Regions from separate parts of the Mus musculus genome. Here all the other regions are linked to region 5. Evidence: chromatin contacts called from public ChIA-PET, HiChIP or PLAC-seq, Micro-C and promoter capture Hi-C data. All regions are on one chromosome and are shown on one strand. The core of a region is the stretch at or near the end of the contact, and the rest is flanking DNA. Distances in the headings are between cores, read along the strand shown. Region 1 overlaps Ablim1 (actin-binding LIM protein 1). Region 2 has its middle 28 kb from the start of Ablim1. Region 3 overlaps Vti1a (vesicle transport through interaction with t-SNAREs 1A). Region 4 holds the start of Tcf7l2 (transcription factor 7 like 2, T cell specific, HMG box). Region 5 holds the start of Casp7 (caspase 7). Region 6 holds the start of 4930449E18Rik (RIKEN cDNA 4930449E18 gene). Region 7 overlaps Ablim1 (actin-binding LIM protein 1).

Evidence for each region. Promoter capture Hi-C pulls out the DNA fragments that hold promoters and counts their contacts. A called contact is a pair of places that touch in the nucleus more often than the background predicts. ChIA-PET counts read pairs in DNA pulled down with a chosen protein or histone mark. HiChIP or PLAC-seq counts read pairs in DNA pulled down with a chosen protein or histone mark.
Region 1: a contact with region 5 is called in an RNA polymerase II ChIA-PET map of memory CD8 T cells, with 28 read pairs. The contact joins the enhancer-like site here to the promoter of Casp7 in region 5. A contact is called at or near these places in 4 of 39 promoter capture datasets (the 3T3-L1 cell line, hippocampal neurons, liver and 1 more) and 2 of 115 datasets of contacts at active chromatin or transcription factors (memory CD8 T cells and pancreatic cancer cells).
Region 2: a contact with region 5 is called in a promoter capture Hi-C map of hematopoietic stem and progenitor cells, with 3 times the contacts expected there. The contact joins the enhancer-like site here to the promoter of Casp7 in region 5. A contact is called at or near these places in 5 of 39 promoter capture datasets (embryonic stem cells, hematopoietic stem and progenitor cells, liver and 2 more).
Region 3: a contact with region 5 is called in a promoter capture Hi-C map of pre-B cells, with 2.0 times the contacts expected there. The contact joins the enhancer-like site here to the promoter of Casp7 in region 5. A contact is called at or near these places in 5 of 39 promoter capture datasets (the 3T3-L1 cell line, hippocampal neurons, liver and 2 more).
Region 4: a Micro-C map of embryonic stem cells shows a contact between it and region 5, with 4 times the contacts expected there. The contact joins the promoter of Tcf7l2 here to the promoter of Casp7 in region 5. A contact is called at or near these places in 1 of 484 Hi-C or Micro-C datasets (embryonic stem cells) and 2 of 9 other capture datasets (adipose tissue and liver).
Region 6: a contact with region 5 is called in a promoter capture Hi-C map of pre-B cells, with 4 times the contacts expected there. The contact joins the promoter of 4930449E18Rik here to the promoter of Casp7 in region 5. A contact is called at or near these places in 4 of 39 promoter capture datasets (embryonic stem cells, liver and pre-B cells).
Region 7: an HNF4G HiChIP or PLAC-seq map of pancreatic cancer cells shows a contact between it and region 5. The contact joins the enhancer-like site here to the promoter of Casp7 in region 5. A contact is called at or near these places in 3 of 39 promoter capture datasets (the 3T3-L1 cell line, the C10 cell line and liver) and 2 of 115 datasets of contacts at active chromatin or transcription factors (memory CD8 T cells and pancreatic cancer cells).

The regions. Positions count from the first base shown.
Region 1 is chr19:57,129,249-57,133,271 of GRCm38.p6, reverse strand. Ablim1 (actin-binding LIM protein 1) reads left to right here. Exons shown (of 26, transcript NM_178688.4): 6 at 317-410. Among named protein-coding and RNA genes, the nearest start is that of Ablim1, 85 kb to the left of the region's middle. Within about 2 kb of position 1,716, at least 70 of the 459 cell types and tissues checked have an H3K27ac peak or open chromatin away from gene starts, as enhancers often do. A contact at or near this core is called in memory CD8 T cells, pancreatic cancer cells and pre-B cells, where this site is marked.
Region 2 is chr19:57,241,906-57,245,411 of GRCm38.p6, reverse strand. It overlaps a transcript of Ablim1 not described here. Among named protein-coding and RNA genes, the nearest start is that of Ablim1, 28 kb to the right of the region's middle. Within about 2 kb of position 1,676, at least 47 of the 459 cell types and tissues checked have an H3K27ac peak or open chromatin away from gene starts, as enhancers often do. A contact at or near this core is called in hematopoietic stem and progenitor cells, where this site is marked.
Region 3 is chr19:55,544,006-55,547,480 of GRCm38.p6, reverse strand. The region is part of intron 7 of Vti1a (vesicle transport through interaction with t-SNAREs 1A); the gene reads right to left. Among named protein-coding and RNA genes, the nearest start is that of Gm41871, 160 kb to the left of the region's middle. Within about 2 kb of position 1,765, at least 87 of the 459 cell types and tissues checked have an H3K27ac peak or open chromatin away from gene starts, as enhancers often do. A contact at or near this core is called in pre-B cells, where this site is marked.
Region 4 is chr19:55,739,585-55,743,108 of GRCm38.p6, reverse strand. Tcf7l2 (transcription factor 7 like 2, T cell specific, HMG box) reads right to left here and starts at 1,299. Exons shown (of 15, transcript NM_001331146.1): 1 at 579-1,299; 2 at 267-333; 3 at 1-36. The coding sequence starts at 767. It overlaps Gm31734 (predicted gene, 31734), which reads left to right. Exons shown (of 3, transcript NR_168128.1): 2 at 517-900; 3 at 2,419-3,504.
Region 5 is chr19:56,395,878-56,399,917 of GRCm38.p6, reverse strand. Casp7 (caspase 7) reads right to left here and starts at 2,789. Exons shown (of 7, transcript NM_007611.2): 1 at 2,601-2,789.
Region 6 is chr19:57,272,695-57,276,179 of GRCm38.p6, reverse strand. It overlaps 4930449E18Rik (RIKEN cDNA 4930449E18 gene), which reads right to left and starts at 2,220. Exons shown (of 3, transcript NR_045319.1): 1 at 2,111-2,220. It also overlaps a transcript of Ablim1 not described here.
Region 7 is chr19:57,077,124-57,080,868 of GRCm38.p6, reverse strand. It overlaps Ablim1 (actin-binding LIM protein 1), which reads left to right. Exons shown (of 26, transcript NM_178688.4): 8 at 998-1,056; 9 at 3,372-3,455. Among named protein-coding and RNA genes, the nearest start is that of Afap1l2, 70 kb to the right of the region's middle. Within about 2 kb of position 1,343, at least 140 of the 459 cell types and tissues checked have an H3K27ac peak or open chromatin away from gene starts, as enhancers often do. A contact at or near this core is called in pancreatic cancer cells, where this site is marked.

The sequences.
Region 1 (4,023 bases), core at 467-2,966, 730 kb before region 5:
TGGTGTGTGAAGGGAGGTAAGATACTCTGGGCCTCTCAGACTGGCTCATCTGGGCTGCCAGGAGAAGAATATTGGGGCCCGTGCTCCTTAATTCTGTGACAACCAAGGAAGTGGGCACAGTAACCATTTGGTGGTTTGTTGGGTTTTTTTTCTCTGTCTGGCTTGGAGAACAACCACTTGCTCTCTGGCCTGTGGTTTTGTATGGTCAGGTCGCTGGGTCTGTGTAAAGATGGATTCTACTCTTGTTCTGTGGGAAGGGCTTCAGCAAAGTGGCTTTGGTGTCTTCCCAAGGCCTGAATGTAGCTTTGTCTTTCAGGGATGGCTCCCCATACTGTGAGAAAGACTACCAGGGGCTCTTTGGGGTGAAGTGTGAAGCCTGTCACCAGTTTATCACAGGAAAAGTCCTGGAGGTAAGTGCAGACCACCACTGTTTGCCTGTGAGCCCTCATCCTGTGTGTCTCCTCCTGAGGAGGAAGGAGAGTAGCCATGGGTGACTGTCTGAGAGGACTCGTGTGTTGTACTTACCTTTCTTCCAAAGGCCAAGGGGAACTTGGAATGATAGAGAAAAGAACAGACCTCCCTCCCTGGGAGTTAAGCAGGCATTTTTTTTTAAGAGTAAGAATATGATGTCAGACCCTGTGTGTACATCTGTGTTTGCACATGTGTGCTATCTGTGGAGACCTCAGAAGCTCAGAGTCTGAGAAAGGAAGGGAGGGTGCGAGGTGAAGGTTTTGACTTCTCTGCCCTTAGAAAGCCACATCCGCTGTGACTCAGAGAACCCTGTGACCGAGCTGAAGGAAGCCTGTCAAATTCAGGTGTGACTGCTTCCAGCCGGAGCTTTGTACCTGCCTCTGCCAGCACCTGCCTCTGGGCCTAGCTAACACCTCTTTGATGAGAGAGGCTGCAGCGAGGAATTCTGGGATCAAAGTTCAGAGAAAACCCTGTTTCTCACAGAGCTTTGGGGGCTCATCAAGCTGGAGGGGAAAGTCACAGTTCACACACACACACACACACACACACACACACACACACCTTCCTGTCCGTAGGGCAGAGAGAATGTGCAGAGCCAGGGAACCTGGCAGCTTCAGCCTGCTGATCTACCAAGCCATCATGTGGGTCCCTCGGGTGCTGATTCCATACAGCCAGTAGAGTATGTTTTAGAGACATGGGCTGTCTATCGTGGGAGTCCCTATGGTGTTTCTGGCCACTCTGGGGGGATATCACAACAAAGGTTAAGAGTAATCTCCCCGAATCCCACTACAAGTTCTTCCCACCAAACATCAAGGGGTCACCACCACTAACTGTCCTGAGGAGATGAGGATGAGACTCTTGTCAAGTACGGTCACCCAACAGTCTGAGGGAGAACGCTCTGATAAAGAGGACCACGTGGCGAGGACACAGGACACACAAGGAAAGAAGCACGTTGTGGGGTACCGAGCAGGAGAAGTGGAGGAGGACTCCTCCAGGGTCACACTCAGAAGTCTGAGTTTTGTGGAGAGAACTGAGGAGGACGTAGGCTCTATAGCTGTGGAATCACAGGATGGAGTCAGTGTTCTGTGGAAAGAATAAATGGGAGTCTTCAAACACCTGTGCACACACACACCCCACCCACCACTGACGGCAGAGGGAGGAGGAAGCGGCTCAGTCATGCCCCAGTAGATGTCGGGAAGCAGTGATAACCTGCTACACCACAGATGCACCATAAGTGAAAGATGGCAGGCAGGAAGTGTGGTGGTCAGACCACCCAGACATGGAGCCCATCACCAAAGGCCTAGTGATTAGAAACAGAAAGCAGGCTGCTGTTTGCTAAGGGCTGGGGAGAAAACAGTAGTGACTGTTTCTGGGAGAGTTTCCATGACACAAATGCAAAGGCTTCCCAGCAATGAGATAGGAGAGGTAGTTATGTGGCCTTGGTAGTTCGCTGGGTGCCTCCAGCTTGTTGGTTCTAAGGTGCTGCACTTTAGACTACATGAATTTTGCCTTGAATCTAAAATTTAAAAACCAAGAAGGGTGTGAGGGTATAGTAAGGAAAAGAGGCAGGAAGATGTGGAACTTGGTACCCAAGTTTTTAAGGTCCTGTGTTCAAATCAACCTTTTTTTAATTTTTTTAGTCAACACATGGAAATGTGTTCCCCAAAAACATTGGGAGGGAAAAAGCCTGTCTGTTTTTGCATGCGTGTTTACATTCACTTCAACAGCTACAGGAAGGAATCTATAAAATATAGTTGCAATCTAGAACATGCCATTTTGGAGACATGCTGGCCCCTTGTGTTTTCTCTCTCAGGCTGGAGTCACAGAGGCTTCAAGGACCTGGTCCCACATTGACCTCAGGTGGCAGGGAAGGTCTGAAGAGCTGAGGGCTTGGAGACATTCCATACAGAGCCTCCGACATCAGTCAGCCCGGGAGTGGTTTGCACTTTCAGCTTAGATGAGAGGTCCGCCCATCAGACTCTGTCCTCCTCAGATGGGTGTGTGACCCAGAAAAATGTTCTGCAGGGGCTAGCACAAGACATGTGACTGCTAGTGACTCAGCTGGGCTTGGTCACCAGGAGAAAGCAGGACCAGTCTCCATGCCCCACCTCCCCCAAGCTTGGGGAACCATTCTCGGTGTAGCTTTGCCATCAATACTCCAAACCCTGTCTTTTTGTCTTAAATTCATTGTATCAGTATATCAGTGGTTTTATTTTCTGCATGGGTTGCAACAGTGATGGCTTAAAACAGTTTATTCTCTCATTTTTAGAGTCTAGACATTTATAACAGTGTATCATCAGGGCCATTGTTCTCTCAAACACTGGGGGAATTTTTTCTTGGTGATCTCCAGCTTCCCGGCATGCATCACTCCAGGTGAACCACCTCCTCTGCCAGCTACCTTTCCACCCTTCTCCTAAAAGGGCACTTATCATTCTATATAAGGCCATGCCCATCACTCAAATCGTCTCTTCAAGACCCTTGCCTTAATTACATCTCTGAATACCATTTCCAAATATATTAGTGTTTCCAGCTGCAAAGACTTGCTGTGGAAGTAGCTTTTGTTCATCCGATTCTAGAAACCGCAGCGACTGCCTAATGTGGAAAGATTGTAAATATTGGAGCAGAGCTGAAGCCACTGTATATAATTCTCCTAAAGGTGCTACCATATATATACCCAAGGGGGCTTTCAACAGAGAAGGGTCCCAAACAGCCTGTCCAGGTATAGCTGAGTCTCTTGTTGTTTGTCTAACATTTCCTGGAGAACCTCGGCTTCCTTGGGGCTGCGTCTTTCTCTCACAGACACAAAGTATGCGTGTAGCTTTCAGAACAACATCCTGCGCTAGCTTCTGCCGGTTCTCTTTTGAGTTCTTTAGCATTGTCCTGAGACAGGACACAGGTATCTCAGGCTAACCTTGAACTTGCTGTGTGACTGAGGATGACCTTGAATCGTTAATGTTCCCACTTCCATCTCCCGAATGGTGGGTTTGCAGGGGTGGACCAGGATGCCTGCTGTATGTAGGGCTGGGGTTGTGCGTGCCAGACAAGCATCGTATCAACTGAGCATACCATATCCCTACCCCACCCCACCTCCAGAGTTGTAGTGCTCACACATTTCTTCAGCCTGATGGGATAAGCAGAGACCAAGTAGTTTAGAGAAAGGTGACAGGGAACCTAGAGATGGACTCTTGGCTCTGGAACGCACCCACTGGGTGACCTCGGACACGTCTCTCCACATTCTTAGCCCATCTCTCCTTTCATTAATGGAATCATTCAAAGTATGTGCGTAAACCCAAGGCTAGGGTGCTGGCCTCCCAGTGCCCTGCCCAGCATGGGAGCTTTCCACGGCTGTTCTCTGCATCTCAGGGGTCAGAGCCCGAGGCTCGTTCTGACTGGCCTGTCCTGCCCAGGCGCGTGGTGCAGACACCCATGACACGCTTCTCTTTATTGCCACTTACTTCCTGTTGTCTTTACAACAGTGACATTGTCTTTGGGGACCATCTTGTTGTAAATGGTGTGTCTTTAAAGATGTTTGCCGGGCCTGTGAGATGGCTC
Region 2 (3,506 bases), core at 427-2,926, 850 kb before region 5:
GCTGGACCTCTCACATCAATCAACAATTAAACAGCCGCCCTAGGTATGCCCAAAGACAGTCTAGCAGACCAACAGGAGAAAGTAAGTAACTGGGGACAATCTCTGAGAAAGTAAGTAACTGGGGACAATCTCTGCGTGGTACTTGGGGCTGGACCTCACACGGGCCATTCAGCTGTGGTTGACTACATAACAAAACTTTAAGAAAGAGGCCTATAAAAGTACCAGTTACAGAAAGCAGACAGATCCTTGGGCGGACCCACAGCCTTTCACCTGCTTCCTAAGTGTAAATTCAACTTTTATCAACCGAATATGATTTGCTGTTGTGATTTTCATTAAACTGTAGAACATTTCTTGTGCGGAGTCATCATGGCTCTAGCTAACTCTATCTCTAGCCTCTTTGTCTAGTACTTAAAAAAAATTATGATGCTAATAATAGTAACAACCGTCTCTGTCATGCATACCCCGAGCTGCAGTGCATGATGGGTAGGATGGAAGGCATGTCTGCCAGAGGCTTTTACCTGGTAATTTGAAAAAAAAGGTTGTACTTTGGTAGGTGTTGCTGCAGTGCATGATGGGATAGAAGATGCGCCAGCTAGAGGTTTTGCACCTGGTAATTTGGGAAAAGCTCAGACTTTGGTAGATGGTGCTCAGAGCCTGGGGCTTGGGAAACCGTGATTTGATCCAGCGCTGCGGAACCTGGCTCCATTCTCATTGGCGATCATTTTCCTTTTTTTGTAAAATAGATGGATTGGACGAGGTGGACGTGATTTGTTGTGTGTTTACGAGCCCTTTCTTCAAATGAAGACTTGTCTGGAGACCCAAAAGATAACGCAGGAGAGCTGACATTTCTCAGGCAGATGCTGGGGGAAGCCTAGACCTGCAGTGTTCAGGATGGCGTCTCAGGAGCTTATCCATCAAGCCCTCGGCTTTAGCAGTAGAAAGCCTCCCTCTGGCTCCCTCCAGCCTAGCTTTGTGCTCGAGGGCATAAAGCAGGGTATCATGTGACCATGGTTTGCAAATAGTACTAAATATAATTTTGTTCTTGTGGGTCAAGGTTATTAGGTTCCCTGAAAACCTCCACAAGGCTACTTCAGTTTGGGCTTTTTTGAAAGGCTTAAAATTAATAACAGGCTTTTGTTGTTGTTTGGTTTGTGGTTTTTTTGGGGGGGTTAACTTTTTTTAAAGTCTTTTTGCTTTTGGGGGGATGTGGAAGATCATTGGAAGGAGCAGAGTGGAAACATTTGGTAATTAGTGTGCGTGAGACCCTAAGTAAAAGTCTCTCTCTAGAGACTGGATGTTGAGACTCACTAGTCAGTGAGTTGTCAGACAGGGAAATGCAGAATATTAAACTTCAGGTCCCCAAACATATCCTGGTGAGTTGCGCTGGAGTTTCTGGCTCGGGGAAAACATTCTATTTTATTATAACACAGAACACCTTTTCTTCTTATTCACTCTGAGCACAACTTCCACAGAGAAGGTTCCCTACCTGTCAGTAGCAGAGCAACTGTAACGCGCCAATCAGCGCGCTGGGCACAACGCCAGGAGCACCCCTGCATTCCCCAGGGAGGAGCCTCAACCGGAGAATTTTGCCATTGCTGTCGTCATGTGTAACTCATGAGGCAAATGAAAATGAAACTTATGTACAAGTTATAAAACACACACACTGTAAGCGAGTCATGCTGATTTACTCAACAAGTGAGATCTCACCATGGGGCAGTAATGTATTCTTTTCCTTATAACCTTCCCATGCTCTGGGACTGCAGTGCTTCTTCATTTTTTATTTTTTTATGACAGATGACACTAAAGAGAAATGTCTATTTCTTTTTACAAGAAAAACAGAACGCTTTTATTTCTCTCTACCACGGCAAAAAGATACTGTTGCAAAGGGGAGGAGCCAGGTTTTCCAAGTCGTGGAAAACCCAGTGCTAGAGAAAAATAGGGGCGGGGCGTGGGTCAAGCACGTCATGTGACCACTGCCAAGCGCACTCTGTGGGTAGTCTCTGTACACAAAATTCATGCAGTTGCATTCGTGGGCACGGACAGTGATTGGTTGTCTGCACTTGTTCCGTCAGCAGAACTTTATAGAAAAGTTTGAGATGTGGGCGTGGCTATAAAGAAGCTTGAGATGTGGGTGTGGCTATAGAGAAGCTCAAGATGTGGGTGTGACATCGATTCTCACATCTCACTATGGCAGTATTCAAGCCCTACAGACCCAAGTTCCAGTCCCTACTTATCTGCCTCAGCAGTGACCTTGGAAATTTTAACTTTTTCTTGTAGGTTTACTTTCTTCCTCTGTTAAAAGGACATTGGCAATGATCTTCAGTTCGTAAAGCAAACTCTCTGACTTTTTTTTTTTTTTTTTTTTTTTTTTTTTTTGGTGGGGGAGGGAGGTGTTTCGAGACAGGGTTTCTCTGTGTAGCCCTGGCTGTCCTGGAACTCACTTTGTAGACCAGACTGGTCTCGAACTCAGAAATTCGCTCAGAACTTCTGCCTCCCAACTGCTGGGATTAAAGGCGTGTGTCACCACCACTTGGGTAACTATCTGATATCTAAACCCTTGTTTGGTGTGACATTGGGCTATTCTTTAGCTTCTTGCCTCGGCTCTATAGTGGAGGCAATGATGGTTCCTGCTTCGGAGCATGGGCTGGAGTGCGGTGGGCAGGCAGAACGGAACATGAGGGGAGCATGAACAAGGCTCTGCGTTCTGTCCTCAACTGAACAGAGGAAGGGAAGGAGATAGGGAAGGAGAGAGGGAGGGCAAATATCTTTCTATAAGCCCTCAGCAAATGTAATTTCAGAATAAAACTGACACAATTCAATTTACGGTTTGTGAAGCCGAGATACGTAGAGAATATACAATAGGAGCTGACATCTTAGTAAAGTCCATAAAACGTATGGTCCAGCCTCAGAACCGTGGTGGACAGACACAGGTCCAGTAGTGGAGAGACAGGTGGTGCCACAGACTCTTCTGGTTTCAGCTCCCTGTTGAGGTGTGGGGTAAACTGCATGGTCCTTTTAACCCTCTAAACCCATCTCTTCAGGCCTCACAGCTGAGCTCCAGCTGCGGCTAGTCGCCAGGGCTTAGGGCAGGACATCATTAGAACACAGGTTCATTTTTTTTCTCCCATCTTTCTAGACGAGGTCTAGAAGGGTCTTCTTCCTTATTGGATGTGACCTTTTAATAAATTTAGCTTTTGTCTTCCATAGCAGAGCCATTCTTCTTATAAAATTCAATTTGCTTCAGGCTTCTGTCTCTCGTGCTTAGTCTGAGAGATGAGGTGAGGGACCCTGCGGGTGATTCATTACTAGGATCTGCTGCATCTCACTCACAGCTCATCATAAATTACATCCTGCTTGGCTTCCTCTGCTGCTCTGTAATTGCAAAGCCATTCTCAGCCAGGTCTGCTGAGAACGAGATCTGTTGTCAGGTTTGCTGTTTGTGGCGTGTGATTCCCAGGGTAATATTACAGTGCCACAGGCCACACCTTACTGTACCCAGAGCCACT
Region 3 (3,475 bases), core at 516-3,015, 850 kb after region 5:
TTGTATATTACTCCTTCTCAGTTGATGATGAAAGACATGGTCTAGTTTTATTCTTCTGCATGTGGATACCCAATTTTCCTCAGAAACATTTGCTAAAGAGACAGTCCTTTTCCCAGTGTATGCTCTTAGAACACTGAGTGAATATTTATTAGCATCTATAGTTTTTGAAGCCTCTGATGATTTTTGCCAATAGCCAGAGCTGAGGGCTACTGGGCTAACCTGACACATGTTTCAGAAAGACTCCATAAGAATAAAAGAAAACCTGGCATTTCTGTAAAAAGACATGGCACCTTGTAGGATTCCCATCAAACTTATGTGAACATGAGACCCTTGTACAAAAACATGTGTTAACATAGATGGAAACTGCTTTTGGATCTCCACGGAGACCAGCAATGAAGGCCGATACCCTTGCTACACTTTCAAGCAGAAAGCCCCACACTGTTAACTGTGCAGGATAAAGACCAAGCCTTTCCTCAACAAGGATAAAGAAGCAGCTACCCCATGTTCTCAGCAGGGACAGATGCCCGATGTCATAATTAAAAGGGATCTGACATGCTACCTAACACACACACACACACAAACACACACACACACACACACACTCTCATCTGCTCACACATGCTCAGTTACGAACATACATGCTCATACATGCTTACTTACACACAACTACACATGTTTATACATGCTCACACTCTCACACACACGCTCATACATGCTCAGTTACAGACATACATGCTCATACATGCTTACTTACACACAAATACACATGTTTATACATGCTCACACTCACACACACATACACACACGCTCACACATGCTCAGTTACAGACATACATGCTCATACATGCTTACTTACACACAAATACACATGTTTATACATGCTCACACATACACGCTCTTACATTCATACACATACTGACACACATATATACTCACTCACAAACACAAATACACATGCTCATATACGCTCACACATGTATACACGCTCTTACATATATACATACACAAACACTCTCTCACACACATATGCTCTCACATATATCCTCACACTGACACACACACACACACTCACACATGAAGCCCTCCACGAGCATCCTCTCAGTGAGCTGTCCAACCACGAGGGACCTCATTCCTTCACAGGACAACACATTTCATTGCTGGGCAGATCCAGTGTCTGTTATGTTGGCCACGAAGCAGCCTCCCTCTAACCTCTACTGTTCACAGCTCAGTGATTTGGCTGAGCAGCAGAAGCCTCCCTTCTTCTCGACGAGTGCCCCTCGGTACTCTATTAAAGTGGGACAGGGAACACCACTGTACACACAGGACGGTACAGGAGCCAAGCGACGTAGATTTGAGCTGAAGCCCTGGCCCAGACTTTCCGGCATGACAACTAAAGTCCCTTAGGCCTGACTTTCATCATGGTTATAAAAACTGCATAAACACAAAGACAACGGAAAACTGGTGTTCTTGTGAACAGTGAATTAAAAGTGTAAGTCAAGTGCTTTACGACGGCCAAGCACAGTACAAAACATACTTGTGAACAGCGAATTAAAAGTGTAAGTCAAGTGCTTTACAACGGCCAAGCACTGTTCAAACAAGTTGATGCTTTAGTAGTACTTTAAGGTACAATATTTCTGTTTGAGCAGCTTTTTGGCCAGTTCAATCCTGTGTTAGCCTTGTCTGCGGAAGCTAGGCTCATTCAGCTGCTAAGCTAGAAGTGAACACTGTTCACGAGAGCTCCACAGCGCCCTCTATCTGCCTCTTGCTTCAGCAAGCCAGTGAATTCCAGCACTGTTGCAAGACCGAACGGTGTGCAGATACCACCTGCTGACTTGTGACCAGGAAAGATAAAGAGTAGCAGTCCCAGAACAAGGCCTGGTCTAGAGTCTTCTGTTCACTACGTAGGCGGCCTTGGTCAGATTTGCTTACCCCAGGTTCCCATACACACGAGGAGAGAAGCAGGATATTTTACATGGTATCTATTAAAACAAAACAACACGCGTCAAGCTCCCAGCAGGATATTTTGTTCATTTGACTGAAGGGTATTTTAACCAGTGTGGTTTTTAAAAAATTAGTGAAAATCTCTTTGAAAAGTCTACATTGTCTTCTAAAACAGTGGGCTTCACCTACATGGAGACAGCGTTCCAGTCAGCGTCAGTTCTGCATGGGACCCACGTACACCTCCTCTTAGGCTTTCCTGTCTTTCTGTACGTAGGCTCTCTGGTCTCAGCCTCATTGTGCTGCCCAGGCTGCCTGCCTCTCAGTGCGTAACCTTCCTGTCTCTGTGGCCCAGCTGCTGGCATTACAGGTATATGTCCTTGTGTTTGGCCAGATAAGCCAATCTTCAACCGTGTGTGATTCCAGACCACTAGTAACCGTTTTACTAACAAAATTGGCAAAATAAAGTTTTAGAAGTAAATTGATTCCTGGGAACAATTTGGTTATTCTGTAATTCCCAAAAGCTTCTACTGTAAAAATAACATCTTTAGTCTGTGTACTCATTTGAAAGTCCCTCCCTGTGAGGGGTGCATCTGTGTCCAACTTGGTTCTGTAACTACATTCCTGAGGTCAGGGAACAGAATTTGTAAAAACTCAGAGAAACGGATACATCTCCAAAGGAGAAATACAAATGGCAGCAAACACAAGAGAAGATGCTTGCCATCATTTAGCCATTGGAGAATGCCAGAGCAAACCACGAGGCTTCCCCATCTGTGCCAAGCAACCCTAACAGAAAGACAGACAATAACAAGTGGTGGGAAGGAAGTCAGGAAGTCAGAGCCCAACACACAGCTGCTGGGCCGTGAACCACAACACTCCCCTCAGCACACAGCTGGCATTTCCTCAAAAGTCAAGCAGAGGAGGTACCGTTATCACTTAGGATTCTATTCTTAGGTACACAGAAAGGGGAAATGCAAACATACATTCACAAGAAAAGCTTTTCAACAACATTATTCATTATAGGCAACAGGCGGAGACAACCCAGAAGTTCACATCTTGGCAGATAAGCAGATGAATAAAGCTTGTGAGTATACTGGTAAAGTATGTATATACGCACATGCACAGTATAGGAGAAGGCTACTGGCCAACCAAAAGACACTTGGTATTAACACACGCCTCACCATGGATGGCCCTTGAATTCATTATGCTAAGTGAAAGAAGGGAGACACAAAACGGCCCATGATGTTTGACTCTGTGCATGTGAAATGACCAAAACAGTCAAACCTATAGAGACAGAGGAAGATGGGCCATTGTCAGGAGATGGGAGGGACAAGGAATATTTTCTTTTAAGGGTGATGAAAATATTTCAGAATTGACTTTGGTGGTGGTGGTTGTCTGACTAAGCAAATATGCTAAGAGCCAGGGAACTATACATCTAAATGGGTGGGTATGTGGTATGCAAATCATATCTCAATAAAAGCTATTAAAAACTCAATAGAGGCACACAGTCATTAAACTATAAGACTCAAGGATCAAT
Region 4 (3,524 bases), core at 50-2,549, 660 kb after region 5:
GCCCCTTAAAGAGCCCTCCATCTTGCCTCTTGGCCGCTAACATGGCGGGGCGGCGGAGGGGACGGCGGCGGCCGCGCGGCGCGGGAGAGAGCGGGAGAAACTTTTTAGCAAGTGTCCCCCCGAGGGCCCGCGCGCGTCCCCGGGGCCCGGCCGGCGCGGGAACTCGGGTAGGGTGGGTGGGGAGTGGGGCGAGGGCACCCGCCAGGCCGACCCCGGGGAGGGGGAACGCAACCGCGCGGTTTTGGGGGCGCGCGGGGCGCACTCACCTTCTTCCAAACTTTCCCGGGATTTATCTCGGAAACTTTCGGAGCGAGGCGGAGGCCGTCTTTCCGCCTTCCCGGAGGGGCGAGGTGGGGAGGGCGAGGGGCGATAGCCGCGCCGAGGGGGTGCGGGAAGGGAGGGTCGGCGGAGAAAGGGGTGCAGAAAAACACGGTTACAAGTTTTCGCAGCCAGCAGCCCGGGCCACCGTCCGCGCCGCCCGCAAGCCCGACCCGCCTCGCCTCGCTCGCCTTCCAGCCCCGCTCTCCCGGCCCTGGAACCGGCTGGAGCCACCCGCCAGCCCGAGGGGCTCTTCCTACCTCGGAATCGGAGGAGCTGTTTTGATTCGTCTCTGATTCATTGACCAGCGAGGACTTGACATCGGCTAAATCCCTTTCCGCCGAGGAGTTTTCCGAGTTCTTCTCCTCCTGCTCGCCTTCGTCTTTGAAGGAGATCAGCTCGTCGTTAGCGCCTAGGTCATCTCCTCCACCGCCGTTCAGCTGCGGCATTTTTCACCCACCAGCAGCAGCAATTTTGGAAGAAAAATGAAGGAGGAAAAAAAGCAAAAAAAAAAAAAAAAAAAAAAAAAAAGTTTTGCGAGTCCCCCCCAAAAAAATACTGCAAGAAAAAGACGAGTCCAAGGTTAACTTTTTTTTTTCCTGCTTTGGGGTCTTTCTCTCCTGGGGAGGGGAAAAGAGGGAGGAGGGGAGGGGAAGGGGGGAGATCTTCTGCACGCGTGAGTTTGGGTTTCTTTTTTTCTCTCGTTCCCAAGGATCCGATCAATGTGCAAAAAAAAAAAATAATAATAAATAAAAAAGGGGGTAAAAAAAACAACAACAACAACAAGAAGAAGTCAGATATAAGAGCAAAGGGGGGGGAAGCCGAAGACACCGAAGGATCTCGTGCCGCTCGGATTTGAGTGAGTTGAAGTTAGACTGAGCTTTTCAGTTCAAAGGCGGCGCTGATTGACAGATAGAAAAAGGGGGATCGAAATCCGGAGGAACGGAGTAGTCTGGGAGCGGAGATTATTGACAGGGCGAGAGGAACACACTCGCCTTAATGAGATGCCAGGGGGCGGGGCCTCCCCGGTGACGTGTGCATAAATAAACAGCCGGGGTGGGCGGGGCGGGGGCGGCCAACAATGATCCTTTGGGCGCCGGGAGAGGGAGCGGGGCGGGCCGGGGCCGCGGGAGGCGCGCGGGGTGCGGCCTGTGCTCAGCGTGCGAGCCGGGCGCCCGGACGGTGCGGGCCTCGCTCCTGGAGGGGGCGGGTTCCGAAAGACAATGCGGACCGGGAGAGGAGGGGAAGGGGGTGGCAACCCAGTCCGGAATCTGAGCCGGGGAAGGCGGAAGGAAAGCCCACTTGGGGGGCGGGGATGGGGAGAGGCCCAGAAAAAGTGTTAGCCAAGAAGTCCTGAAGATGGGGTCCAGGAGGGGAGGACTATGGGACACAAGGACGGGGTGCTCAGTGGTTAAGTCCCCGATGAAGTCGGCCGCACTGGGGCGGGAAAAGACACGACTGGTCCAAAAGAAGGCTTACCTCTCTTGCTCTGAGAGAACCAGGGGAAGCAGAGAGGCTGGGCCATCTACAGGGAGGGTAAGGCTCCCCTCCCTTGGCTTGTTTAATGACAGTGAATCATGTCATTCAATGTAAAGTCCCACTAGGTTAAATATGCCAAGAAGGCGTTTTATCCAAGAAAACAAATTGTCTGGGGTATTAAAAATATCCTTAAGGAAAATGTAAAGGTTTTTTTTTTATTTTTTTAACTGACGTTGGAAGTAGGAAGTGATGTAGGATCCAAGTCCTTTGGAGGTGAAATGTTTGGGCGTTAACAGCTGCAGGGAAAAATAAAAGTGAAAGTTCACCAAGCCCTGGGGATGAGTAGAGCTGGAGTTTTTCTCCAAAGGGGACTGAGATGAAATGCCCTAAGGCTCTAGATGCTGAGGGCCCTGACAGGAGAAAGTCACCAAAGCTGGCCCAGAAGCCCTTGGGAAGAGGTGGGCAGCCTGGGAGTTGAGATGGGTGTTTGTTGGTTATTAGGCTCCAGTGAGGGCAAACCGATTTGCTATGAGGTGGTGGAGAAAATTATGTTAAAGGAGAAAGGTGGATCCCCAAACCGTGTTTCTGTCTGGTAGACTCAGAAGAGCCTTTCCCTTGCAGATAACCAATGAGAAGTGGACTGGGACGTCCAACGGGCAAGAGGAAGCAAAGAAAAAAGAAATCAGAAAGAATGAGTCAGTGGGGACTGGCAACTGCCATTAGGTGTGATGTTATCCTGAGGTCCACCACGTATTAAATTAACCCACCCTCCCCTTTAATAAGCTCATCTGTTGTAGATTTCCAAAAGTAACCAATTTACTGTGTAATATTTAGAGAATTTGGGGTTTCAACAAAACTGTTCTACAGGCTAAGGCCTCAGAAAGAAGACAACGGAAAACAACGATCCTGAGATTCACAAGGCTAACGAATTCCCCTGCACTGGGAAAAAAAAAAATCCCAAGCACATTTGCACACTAAAGGGAAAGATGCAGACAAAATAAGGATGGGGTGGGCGAGGCGGGTGAGAATCACAGTCCCACCTCCCAACTTTCATATTCATCAGAAAACCAGAAGTGGAGGGAGAGAGAAAGAGCCTGGAAAAAAAAAAAAAAGCAAAACAAATGTGTACATTTCATCGGACGGCTTGCATGGGACACAAAGCAGAGGGCTAATTAGTCTCAGCAGGTAGGACTAACCTTCAGACTTCATAAATAAATAAGACAGCGCAGTATCTAAGAGGGAGAGCAGAGACAGAAAGGGGAATATTTCAAGACACCAAGTAAAAACACGAAGCATGAAATGCAGCCCAGTCTTGAATCAGTGCACAAACGACTGAGCTGTCCCCTTCCTGGGCCTCCCCTGGATGCCTTTAGATTACTACACATCTAGCCCGACATCTAGCTGTTTAGCTAGGTATGTAATCAAGCTGGCAGCTTTACACACTTGCTAATTGCCACCTGAATACATCTTGTACCCAAGCTGGTCTCTGCACAATATAGACTATGCCAAGGCCTGTTTCAGGGGCTTGTTGACATAAATGAGAGCCCTTTCATAGTAACTGTTTTATAACCAATTCTTTGTCCTGCAGGATGGGTTTGGATTCTGTTTGTATTTTACTTTAACCCTGATCTTCATCAAGTTGAATAATAGGGTCTTCTGTGTTCCTTAGGGGTCTGGTTGTGCAATAAAAACTTATGAATATACTAAGTCAAAACTGTTAAAGCATC
Region 5 (4,040 bases), core at 1,540-4,039:
AAATAAATCTTTAAAAAAACAAAAAGGGTTTGCAGCTCTAAAGAGAGAAATGTCTTTAAATTGCCCTCTCATATCCTGATCACTGTGAGGAAAAACTGACCAGTATATACCAGGTTGTTCTCCATCAGCAACCAGCCCAGGCAATCATGGGCTGGAGGCTCTAAAATGTGAACTAGAACAGGATACTCTTTCTAAATTGATCACCTCAGGAACTTATTATGCTAACAGAAAGCTGACACAGGCCTGAAGACATAAGGAACCCATTCCTGGCTGGGGGGCTATTGAGTGCTAGAGGAGGGAGGGTCTGTGTTCCTTACGAACACTGACTCCACTCCTGTGAATGGCCTCACACCGTGTACAAATGGTCAGCCCTAACTGGTGTCAGTGGGAGACTTCTCCACAATGCCCACACCACCATCTGCTGGAAGCCCAAAGCGTCTTCCTGGCTGCCCTGAGGTCAACAACTTTGCCCCACCATATACTCTCACCCCCAGGATGCCCCACCTCCATCACCACAGCAGAGCAAGCAGACCAGAGAATGAGATGCCTGAAATCTGGAGCTAAAACACATCTATCTTACAGGCAGGAGTCTAAGTCTTAAGCCTTCCTGCTAACAGCCTACATCAGCAACAGCGGACTTGACTCGTCAATCAGGAAGGCTAAGCACCCAGGAGCTTCCTCACCCCCCCCCCCCCCGTGGCTGATCCACTCGAGTCTTGGAAACATTCAAAGATCTCAGGTGACCAAGTGGGGTGCTTAACCTCAGTGACGTCATCGAAGCCAAGCCAGAACCCTCCGAGAAAGCCATCTCATCTGGGCTCATCAACGGTGCTGCCCGAGGGGCCTTCCTTGCATGACTTTTCTGTACCAGTCCTTTTCAGGGGCTGCAAAGAGCAGTCATTACGGAGACAGTGCTTGCCCACAGTAAAGAGACATGGAATGTCCTCTTTAAATGATGTAAGATGTGTGATGCCTGCTGTTATGGTTTGGCTGTAATTGGTCCCCCCCCCAGGCTTCTTGTGTTGGAAGGCTAGCCCCCTACACGAGGGGATGGGAATCCAGTAGGAAGCTGCTGGGGCTCTGCGTGTGTTAGTTCCCAAGAGGTTGCTTAGAAAATAATACGTCCAGCCACTCCCTGGCTACCCCAAATTCCTGTCTTACAATGTGGCTGCTCCTACTTGCAATCACTTTGGCCACTGGGATGCCACCTGCCCTGAGAGCTTCCCCAGACCCATGCTATGGGGTGTGGTGCCTAGTTTTGTTTTGTTGTTGTTTTTGTTTTTTGGGTTTTTTTTTTTTTTTTTTTTTTTTTTTTTTGGTCAAGTTGACACAGCCTAATATCACCAGGGAACAGGAAATCTCACTTGAGGAATTGCCCAGATCACAATGGCCTGTGGCTATGTCTATAGGGAAGTGCCTTGACCAATGGCTGGTGTGGGAGGGGAGGGCCCAGCCCACTGTAGTGGTACCATCCACAGGCTGTGTACTAATGGTAGCTGAGTGAGTAATCAGATTTCCTGCCTCCAGGCTCCTGCCTCGACTTCCCTCAATGACAGACTGTGACCTGAAGTCGTCAAATGAAATAAAGCCTTTCCTCTCTATGGTCATGGTGTTTATCCCAGCAAGAGAAAGCAGGCTAAGCAAGTTGATTGAGGTGGGTCTTCCTGAGGAAACAGGCTGCCTGCTTCCCAAACACAGCAACATTGAACAGGCTCACCTCCTGCCCAAATGCATACTTCCTTAAGTGAAAAAGTCCCGAGGCTGCCACCCAACCCATCAGTGTCACCTGAGGTTCACACCATGAGGGAACTAGAGACTTTGCCCATGTCCTATAGGAGGTTGCAGAGTGGCAGATTGTAATGCTAGGCTTTAACAATATGGACAGGGGTGTAAGGTTACGCTGGCCAAAATCTGAAGGAAGAAACAGCTTGTCAACAGAAAACCAGGGCCTTATCAGTTATCTCAGCTCAAGAGAAAGGCCTGTGAACTGCTTACAAACACCGCCTGTGCCTACTAATAAACTTACTTCCCCATAAACCCGAAAGGCCAAGGAGTAAAGGTGAGGTGTCGCCTGGAGCTCATACTGACAAGTGTCGCTTGCCAGTTTTTCACCAGTCTTAAGTCACTGTAAGAGTCTAAGAGTCCCGATGCAAGGGTCCCCAGACAAGAAAGAGTGTTTCAAGCACACTTCGCCTAGGTTAAAGACCTATGCACCTAACTCCCTCTTTCCCTGAGCACAAGCCACCAGAACCGCCCAAGATTCCCATTAAATGGACCCGGCAGCGCCTAAGTTCCCGGTCTGACAAGGTAGTCCTTGCGGGTTCAAACAACCACATCTACTGCCCTACACCCGCTCTTTCTTCCCTGTTACATCCGGAATGGCACCGGATGTCGTGAGACCCTGGTCCAGAAGACCAAGGGACCGCCGTGCCGAGCAAAGCGGGCGATGGCCAGGCATGTTGGAGAGCCTTCCGCGCCACAGCGCCCTGCAAGCAAGTTCTGCGAGCCTGCGGGAGGGAGGGGGACTCTGGGCGGGGACGCGCGGGAGGAAGGAGCTCGCGGAAGAGGGGAGGGAAAGCCGCGATGGCGGCCCAAGTTACCGTTCCCACGGCGGCGGCCAGGAGCCCACGGCAGCGTCCGTCCTCCGCAAGGGTCGAGGGCAGCTTTGGGAAAACTGAAAGCAAAAGTCCCAGAGGCGGAGGGGGAGGAGCGGGCGGGCCGGACGGGGCTGTGCCTGCAGCCCGGGAAAGCTGGGGGCGAGCGGGAACGCGCGCTACGGAGCCCGCCGCGGGAGAAGCTCGCGCGGGAAGCTCGCGCGGGAAGCCCTCGCCGCCCACGTGCTGCGTCCCCCCCTCTGCGACGTTTGGGCGACCCCTGCGGCTGCAGGAACTGGGCAGATAGAGCGCTCCCTACAGAACTGGCGGGCTCTGCAAAACTGCCAGCCAGAAAAGTGACCGTGACCCCGGGCTACCTGCTGCAAATCTGTTAAGTTCTCTGAAAATATGACTGCGCGCTTGGTCCAGACCTCTGCGAAGTTGGCAAGCGTCACCGGCACGGGAGGAGAGCGGCCCTGCAAATTGGGGCTATCCCTGTCCCCTCCTCTATGCCACATATGCAAATTTCCCCGCGCTCACCAGAGAGGAGTACTAAGAGACTCTAAAACTGTAAACGTCAAAAGTTCCACTGAGAACGCATTCTACAAAACTGTCTACCCAGCAGATGGACCCAAAATTCTGACTTGCTCTCCGCGATGGGGCACCTGTCTCGTTCTGTTTTTGTTTTTTACCTTTTTCCTAACACAAGCTGCTTCTCGACCAGATACTGTGCACCACCAGTCGCTTTAGTCTGATGTCTTCCCAGACGTTGTTGGGGAGGGGGGCGAACTTTGTCTTAAACACGTTTATACCTCCCAAACCCAGCTTGCACGGATATTGCGCCAAAATCATCATCCATGTGTGCTACCTCCCGTGTCAGGCACTAGGTTTGAGGAAGCAGACAGTGAGCTAACATGGGTTCCTGTTCATGTCATCTTCGACACAGACAGACAGACAGACAGATCTGGGCTTCCATCTGTAGACGCTTCCAATTCCTCCCCTCCACCTAGAGTTCTCAGAACAGCTCATTCACTCACACTGAAGCAAGCTATGTGAGAGAACTTTGTGAAAACGCCAGAGATACTCGATTCTCAGACCTACAGGTCTCCGGAGCCATCAAGGCTATTTTATTTGCTAGCATGGTTTTTCTTGAACCCCAGAGTTTTAGCACTAACTCTAGAATCTCAGCCAGTATGGGCACTTTCAATTCTTAATATGCCTGCCCTCCTTCTTATTTAATAATGCTAGTGTCCCTGAACTGTGGAGGCAAATGTTGGGGTAAGCCATGGCTCACGCTATGGTGATTTGCTTTTTAAAACTGACAGTCCTTTGAAAAATGAAGAAATCCTATCTCCACTATAATTTATCTTTGTGTAAACCATGACTTTTTCCAGGGTAGTCCTAAAACGTGGAACATTTAACAACCAATCTCTACTTATTTGGTGG
Region 6 (3,485 bases), core at 971-3,470, 880 kb before region 5:
TTTGGTGAAAGAAACTGGAAACTAATGTCACATGCTTTACAATTCTATGTCTAGGAAAAAATACCAGAATCTACAAGAGGGAGACCATGGAGTGAAATATAGATATTTATTGCTAATCAATATAAACTGTCTTTTAGGGGCAATAGCCATGTTTGGGGATTATATAGTAATTAAGGTCTCACAACTTTATGCACACAGTAAATTCTACCAAAGATTCTTGAAATACTAACAGGATTGAAGGGTGGGCTGGGTACTGCGTTCAGTCAGAGAGAGGGAGGGGAGGATGAACTGAGTGTGACCATGTGAGGTTTATTTAGGAATCAGGCTAGTGTGTAACTGCAGAGACTCATACATGCCCTGTGCATTTATATAAGTTTAGCCTGCGTTTGTTTAATTTATGGCTCAGTTACATAACCCATCTGGGATGTGCTTAGGCCTCGGGACACTGCAGTGACTGATCACAGCTTAGCAGCTCATCTGGAGGTGGAACTGGTGCTCAGTATAGGAGGCAACTGTTTATAGTCCCCAGCTCCCTTCAAGGAACACATTCCTTGAGTACACGTTAATTTAGAAAAGAAACATCCCTTGCTATATAAACAGTAGAGCAATTTTTTTTTTTTTGACAAAGGATGGAAAACTACCGAGATAGGTTGTTTCGCTCGGATGAGGTGAGGGTTTAGTGACAAGCTACTTCTGTTCTCAAAGCGCGTATATTCCAGAGAAGTAGCTGGAAGAGCCAGGAAACTGTGACTCTTCAGCTGGCTCGTAGCTTCACTAATAATTAACCTAATGGGGTGAACAGCTGACCAGAGGGCAAAGTAGTCAGAAGAAGGTTATGTCAAAATGCTGCCTCCTCCCTGGTCCCCATAACAGAGTCACAGCCTCATTTTCTTGGACTCGGGTTTAAGAAACACCCTGGGGTTACCGCCATTCCTTAGCTGAGTTCCGCGGTTTCCTACACCCCGTGTCCTGAAGGCAGTTAACAGGATTCACAGTCCAGGTCTTAAACACTCACTCACTCAGTGGTTACTTTCAATTTAGGAATCAGCTGTCAACATTTGATTCTCAGGGCGTATTTTTATTTAGCTCCAGTCATGTGGAACAGAAGCCTTTAGTATTTTCTAAGGGTCTGTGTTTCCTCGGATGTCCCAGAGTTTGATGGTGTCAGCTCTGGAGCTAAGGTGGCAGTCTGGGCCAGCTGGAAATCTGGTGTACTTGGGGCTTAAGGACAGAAAGCAGGTACTTTTGGAATCAGCCTGGAGTCACGCGTTTGCCCTGCCATTTCTGTTAGCATTCCTTCTAGGCTCCGCCCCACCGTTACCTGGCAACAGCCAGGTACTGCCTGACTCACTATAAAAGGGGCTGCTTGCCCCCTTCCTCACTCTCTTAATCTCTTACTCTCTCCTACTTTTACCCTCTCTGTCCTTTCTCTCCCCATCCTCCTCCCCCTTCTCTCCCCATACCGCCCTCTACCAAATATATTCCTGGCTCTTTCATTTTTATAAAACGCAGCAATTCGCTCATTGAGATAACTCAGTGCAGATTTTCTCTAAGCCTCAGTTTCCTCGCAGACAAGATACTGTAAGCAGAGTACAGAGGAACGGCAGCCCAACCTGAGAGGTGCTGAGCAGGAACCATGTTACCGTTCCGTTTAGAAGCTGGAAGGGTGCCTGTGTGCGCAGCAGAGGAGGCAAGCTGAATGACTGCGTAGACACTGACTCCTCCTCGACCCAGCTGGGGAAGAGCAACCTCACGAACACCTTAAAGTGCTCGGAATACCCAGAAGACAGTAGGAAAGGTGGGGTGGGCACCTCGCTGCATAGGATTCTACACCTTTGCCACACTTGCTTGTCACTTTAAAAGTGAATATGGTTGAATGACTTAACAGGACCCTCCCACAAACCCACAGTCTCTTGTCTCCAGAAGTAATTACTGTCTTGGCCTTTGGTATTACTGCTGCCTTGTTTTCAGAACGTCTCCATTTGTGTGCTGATCAGCAAACCCTGTAAGTCGATGGTCAGAGTGGTTTTTCTCCTATGAGAGCACATAGCTTTCCTCTTCCCCCTCCTCTGCTTCCTCCCCTGACTTGGAGATAGAACCCTGTTCCTACCTGTTTCTATAGTCCATTCCTCTCTACTCCTCCCTCCTTTCTTAAGAAGTGGGCCTTCTCATTTCTGCCTTCTAGGCTGGCTCCAAACTCCCAGGTGCCAGAGATCCTCTGGCTTCAGCCTCCCGAGTTGCTGGGATTCTAAGAATGCTGCTGAGCCCAGGTTCTCTTTTTTCCTGCTGACTTGTGTTAGTTTCGACTGTTCCTGGTGTTGATGGATATTTAGAGGCACTATCACTCCATTTTTTTTAAATCTCTGTGATTCACTGAACAGTCTTACCTGTGTCTTGTCCCCCACTACCCAGTCCTGAAAGGGCAACCCTGGACCAACATGCAAAGTGAATGGACCAACAGGAACTACTGGGGCTTTGGGTTGAAGGTCTTCCCTTTCAGTAACTATTCACAGTTTGCCCTCAGAAGTACTTGCATGGGTTAATCTTACCCGCAGTGTAAACACGTCCTCAGTACTCCACAAAATCCCCAACAGCAGCCTCATCGGGCTTGAGGGTGGGGCAATATCTTACTCTCAGTGTATTTGGCATTTTCCCAGTTACTGAAGAGTCAGAACATGGCATGTTGTGTGACACCATCCCAGGGAATGTGAATAAATGTCTGCTCACCCCAGATTGGGATCTTTCCTTTCATACTGGCTGGGCGTGGCCCCTGTGTAACTCTGCCTACGCTTGCCCCTCCCAGCGTAACTCCTCCCATGCTTGCTCCTCCCAGCCAGCGTGTTAAAGGTACCTGCCCTATATTCCCTTTCCCTAGACCCCAGATTTCTGCAAAGTTACAGATTTCCAGGGTTACAAATAGCCTGCGAGTTTTTTTTTTTTAAAATAGGGATTTGCCCATCCATCCTCGTACCCAGAGCTATATTCTGCCCCTTGCTCATTTTGATGCAGCAATTTTGAGCCTCTGTGTCTCTGGCACATTTCAGCATTTTCTACTGTCAATTTCTCTTCCTCATGAGACTCTTGGCCAGGAAGAAACAAGTAAGTCGTCACGAGGCTGCTGTGCTGCTCTGCGCATGCCCAGGGCTGGGCACCCGAGGCTCACTAGCTCAGGGACCAGTTCCTGGCCTATCAGTGAGGCAGACTGGAAAACAGTCATTTCAGTACCATGTGTTCAGTGCTACAGTGAGGAGATATGTGCATCAAGCTATGGTTGGAGGAACAGGGCGGGCATTAGTGCAGCCCTAGCTGGGTCTGAGAGCTCGAGTGGAATTTTGCCAAAGGGAAAAAGCAGACAAGTGTGACAGGGTGCGGAGTTGTCCTCCCCAGACCAGCCTGTGGCAGCAGGCATCTCGTTCCTGGCTTTTCATGCCCCTGGGTAAAGACAAAACATTATCTGCTTAGACACCACAGCATTCCTGTAAACT
Region 7 (3,745 bases), core at 94-2,593, 680 kb before region 5:
GAGAGGAGAGGCCAGCCAGGAACATGTAGAGAGAGAGGGGAGAGGGGAATAGGGAAGAGAAGAAGGGACAGAGAGGGTGAGAGTAGGAGAGTAAGAGCATAAGAGAGACTTCCAGCTTTTTAATTCTTTGATACCTGTGTCACCCATGAAGGTTCTTCGAAGTCTGAGAAAGGGAGATCTTAGAAGCAGGAACAGAAAATCCACCTCGGTCATTACTTGACTCATTGAAGCCAAAGGATTTTGTTCCTGTTACTTAATTAAAAAGTTGAAAGATTTATAAACTAAGTTTAACAACGTTGCCAGTTGATCTGATTTCTCCTCTAAGTGTGGGCAACTATAGAAATAGAAGAATGAGGGGTGAGAGGCGCCTCAGTGGTTAAGAGCACTATTTGCTCTTCCAGAGGTCCCAAGTTCGATTCCTAGCAACCACATAGTGGCTTACAATCATCTGCAAAAGAATCGGATGCCCTCTTCTGGTGTGTCTGAAGACAGCGACAGTGTACTCACATATATAAAATAAAATAAATAATCCTAAAAAAAAAAAAAAAATGAAAGCTTCAGTAGGTTTTACACCTGGACCTGGGCCATTGAGTTTGACTCTACTTCTCTTCATTAAGTGGCTTGGGTGTTTTGATGGTTACTTATGTAAACATGGCTTTAATTCTAAGATCAAGTAGAACCAGTAGTAAGGACTCAGGTCTCAGGTGTTACTTTTTAAAGAACAATGATTTATGTTTTAAAAAGAAAGACAATGTAACCCTATTAAAAGGGAAACATCTCTTGTGTGAGGCTGCTCTCAGACTCCATTCTGTGGCCCTCCATTGTGCCCTGTGTACAGCAAGTTCAGAACTCACTCAAAGGGTAGAGTTGACTTCACGGTCAGAGGTCACATGTGGGACCCTGTGCTGGGGAGGGAGGGGTCTGTGGAAAGTCTGCTTAACAGGACTGTGCCTTCTTTCCATTTCCTCTATTCCCACAGTTCATTCTGTCTTTCCAGGTTCTACCGTGTGGCATCCCGACTGTAAGCAGTCCACTAAGACAGAGGAGAAGCTGCGGGTAAGGAAGGGGTCAGAATGGGATGCTCTGGAGGTCACCACTGTGTGCTCACTAGTTCCTGGGCTTTGGGGAAGTGCTTCTCATGGGCTCTTTTTTTTTTTTTTTTTTTTTTTTTTTTTTTCCTTTATAGAAAACCTGAGGCCAAAGTCCAAATGGCCAACTAAGAGGGTTCCCTCCCACCATAAATATGTTCTATTGTTGTTCTTAAGCTTGTGTTGGACTCTGTTGGCCTTATCTTGGCAGTCAGTGACTTAGGAAAGTACCCAAAAGTCGTACAGCTAGGGGAAAATGATTCATCAAGTAGCCATGGTAACCCTCTTGGCTTAAACCACCATGCACTGTTTTGCCCCAGACTCTGTAACTATTGCTTAGCTCTGGTGTGTTTTGCTCATTTCTGAAATCCAAATTCAAAAGAGCAGCCTCTAGCTCCAAAGGATACAAGTCACTCAGGCATAAAACCTTATGCTTATGGCAAGGATAATGCTGCCATCAGCTCTATGATTGGTCAGTCCTCAGAGCCGTCCTAGAGGGCAGAGTTCCACTTCCGGAGTTGTAAAGCCCAGACTCTAACCTAGAGCCTGGCCTTGGTCCAGATTTTCACGCAGGGCTGACTTTTCCTCACAGTGATAATCAGGCTTGATCCCAGCCCCTCTGTTAAGAGTCCCAGGGGAAGGAAAATGGAGTCTGACTTTAATCTTCTTGCTGTCCCAAGGAAAGAATGGTTTAGATTTATTTTTGAGCTGGACTCAAGACTCATGAACCCCCTGGGCCTACCCTTAGGCGGCGCCCATCAAAGGAACAGTTAGTGGATTTTTCAGGTCCCTTCGCTGCCCCCTCTGGACTTGTAGGCCCTGTTTTCTTATCTCCTTTTGACTCTCATCACTGGCATACATGCATGCACGGGAGCCTTTACTTTGTATTTTGTTATTAGCGGCAGGCTTTACGTAGAGGAAAGAGAAAATCTCGGAATAATTGAGGGCCAGGGGAAAGCAGAGGGATGTGCCTGCCGATATCGGAACGGTTTTCCCTGCTTCTGACATGCAGCTTCAGTATACACACACACACACACACACACACACGCACACACACACGCACACACAGCTAATAACTAATGGCCCCCTAAGTCCATTCATCCACCAGGTAGACTGAGCTTGGAATTTGGAGGAAGCACGGGTATTCAAGCAACAGGCTACCTTCCCAGAGCGTTGGCACTGGTGCCTGTGGACACTTTGTTCCAGGGATATAAAACTGCACTGGGGCTCCTGCCCAAAAACCACCCAAGGAGCCAGGCATCCATCCATCCCACCTCTACAGGGTGGCTTTTGTTTTCGAAAGAATCCCGCATCCCCCACCCCCCCTTTTTCAAAAAACTTCATCCCTGATGAAGTCTTTGTGCGGAATGGAGAGGAATGTTAATGAGGCCAGACGGAATGGGCCAGGCATATTTTCTCTGTAAGGATAGCTGCAGTTTGCAGAGCCTCTCCCTAAAATGATCAGAAAACAAAGCAAACCCTTGAACACATCTCCACGGAACTCTCTAGGGAAGCTTATGGAAAAAAATGAATAAAAGATTTCACTGGCTCTGGCCAAGAGGAATGGTCTTCCTTTGTTTTGTCCCTTCCGTAAGCTTTGCAGAAAATTGCAGTGCTTTTCTCTCCGTGATGCCCTCCCTGGGAGGCAGGCTGGCTCGAAGTCACCATCATCCATAGGAAGGGGCTGGCCTCACCTGAGGGAAGTGGCTCCGGCCCAGAGTTGGGGTATAGGCTGATGCTGGTGAGGCTTAGAGTGGGGTACATTTTCAACAGAGGAATTAATCTGGAGTGCCTGAAGGGTGTGTCTACGCACACTTCTTGAGCCAAGATTTCCTGGCCTTTTAATCACATGTCAAATTAGAGCAGTTTCCATAGCAAAATGAAAATGTTTGAAGACTCTGAGCAATGCCAGAGTGAGCCATGTTCTTGATATTTAAGAACTCACTCACAGGGCGTTTGTAATGATGGTCTTTGGGTCCCTCCTGGGGCATCTTGTCCTTGTGCCATAAGCACAACAGTGTCAAAATAATTGCAAAGGACTCAGTGAGGGGGTCAGGATATAGATAAGAATATAGTAGATAAATATGCTGTGATTTGGAGACCAGTTGATATTCACTTCATAGGGCCCCAGATTGACCCCTGAAGCTGCACACATGTCCGTCAGTTGCTATTTACTTAATGCTAGTTACCATTTTCCTTCAGTCCTTTTATGTATTCTTCATAGTATTTCTGAATGAGGCTATTTTAAAATTCATTCTTCCTTTCTCTCATGTTTCATGGCAGCCACCAAACATCCCGCGCTCTTCATCCGATTTCTTTTACCCCAAAAGTCTGATTCGTCGCACAGGACGGTCCCCAGCTCTGCAGGTTGGCGCTGTGTGGCTTAAAGCGGCTGTCCTAGGCCCAGGCTTCCATTGCTTCCCCTGATCTCCCTCCCCGACCCCTCCCTAGGCTGCTTTTATCTTCTAACTTTCTCAGCTCCTGTAGAAGGTAGCGGCTTTCCTCACCCCACAAGTGATCCTCACACCCCCCACTTGGTTGGTTTTCTTCTCTGATGGATGCTTGCCTTCTGAGCAATGGCTGGACTGATGTTTTGATTAAAGCTAGCACGCCGAAGCTGCTGTTTGATCTTGTGCCTTTACATTTGTTCACTGAAC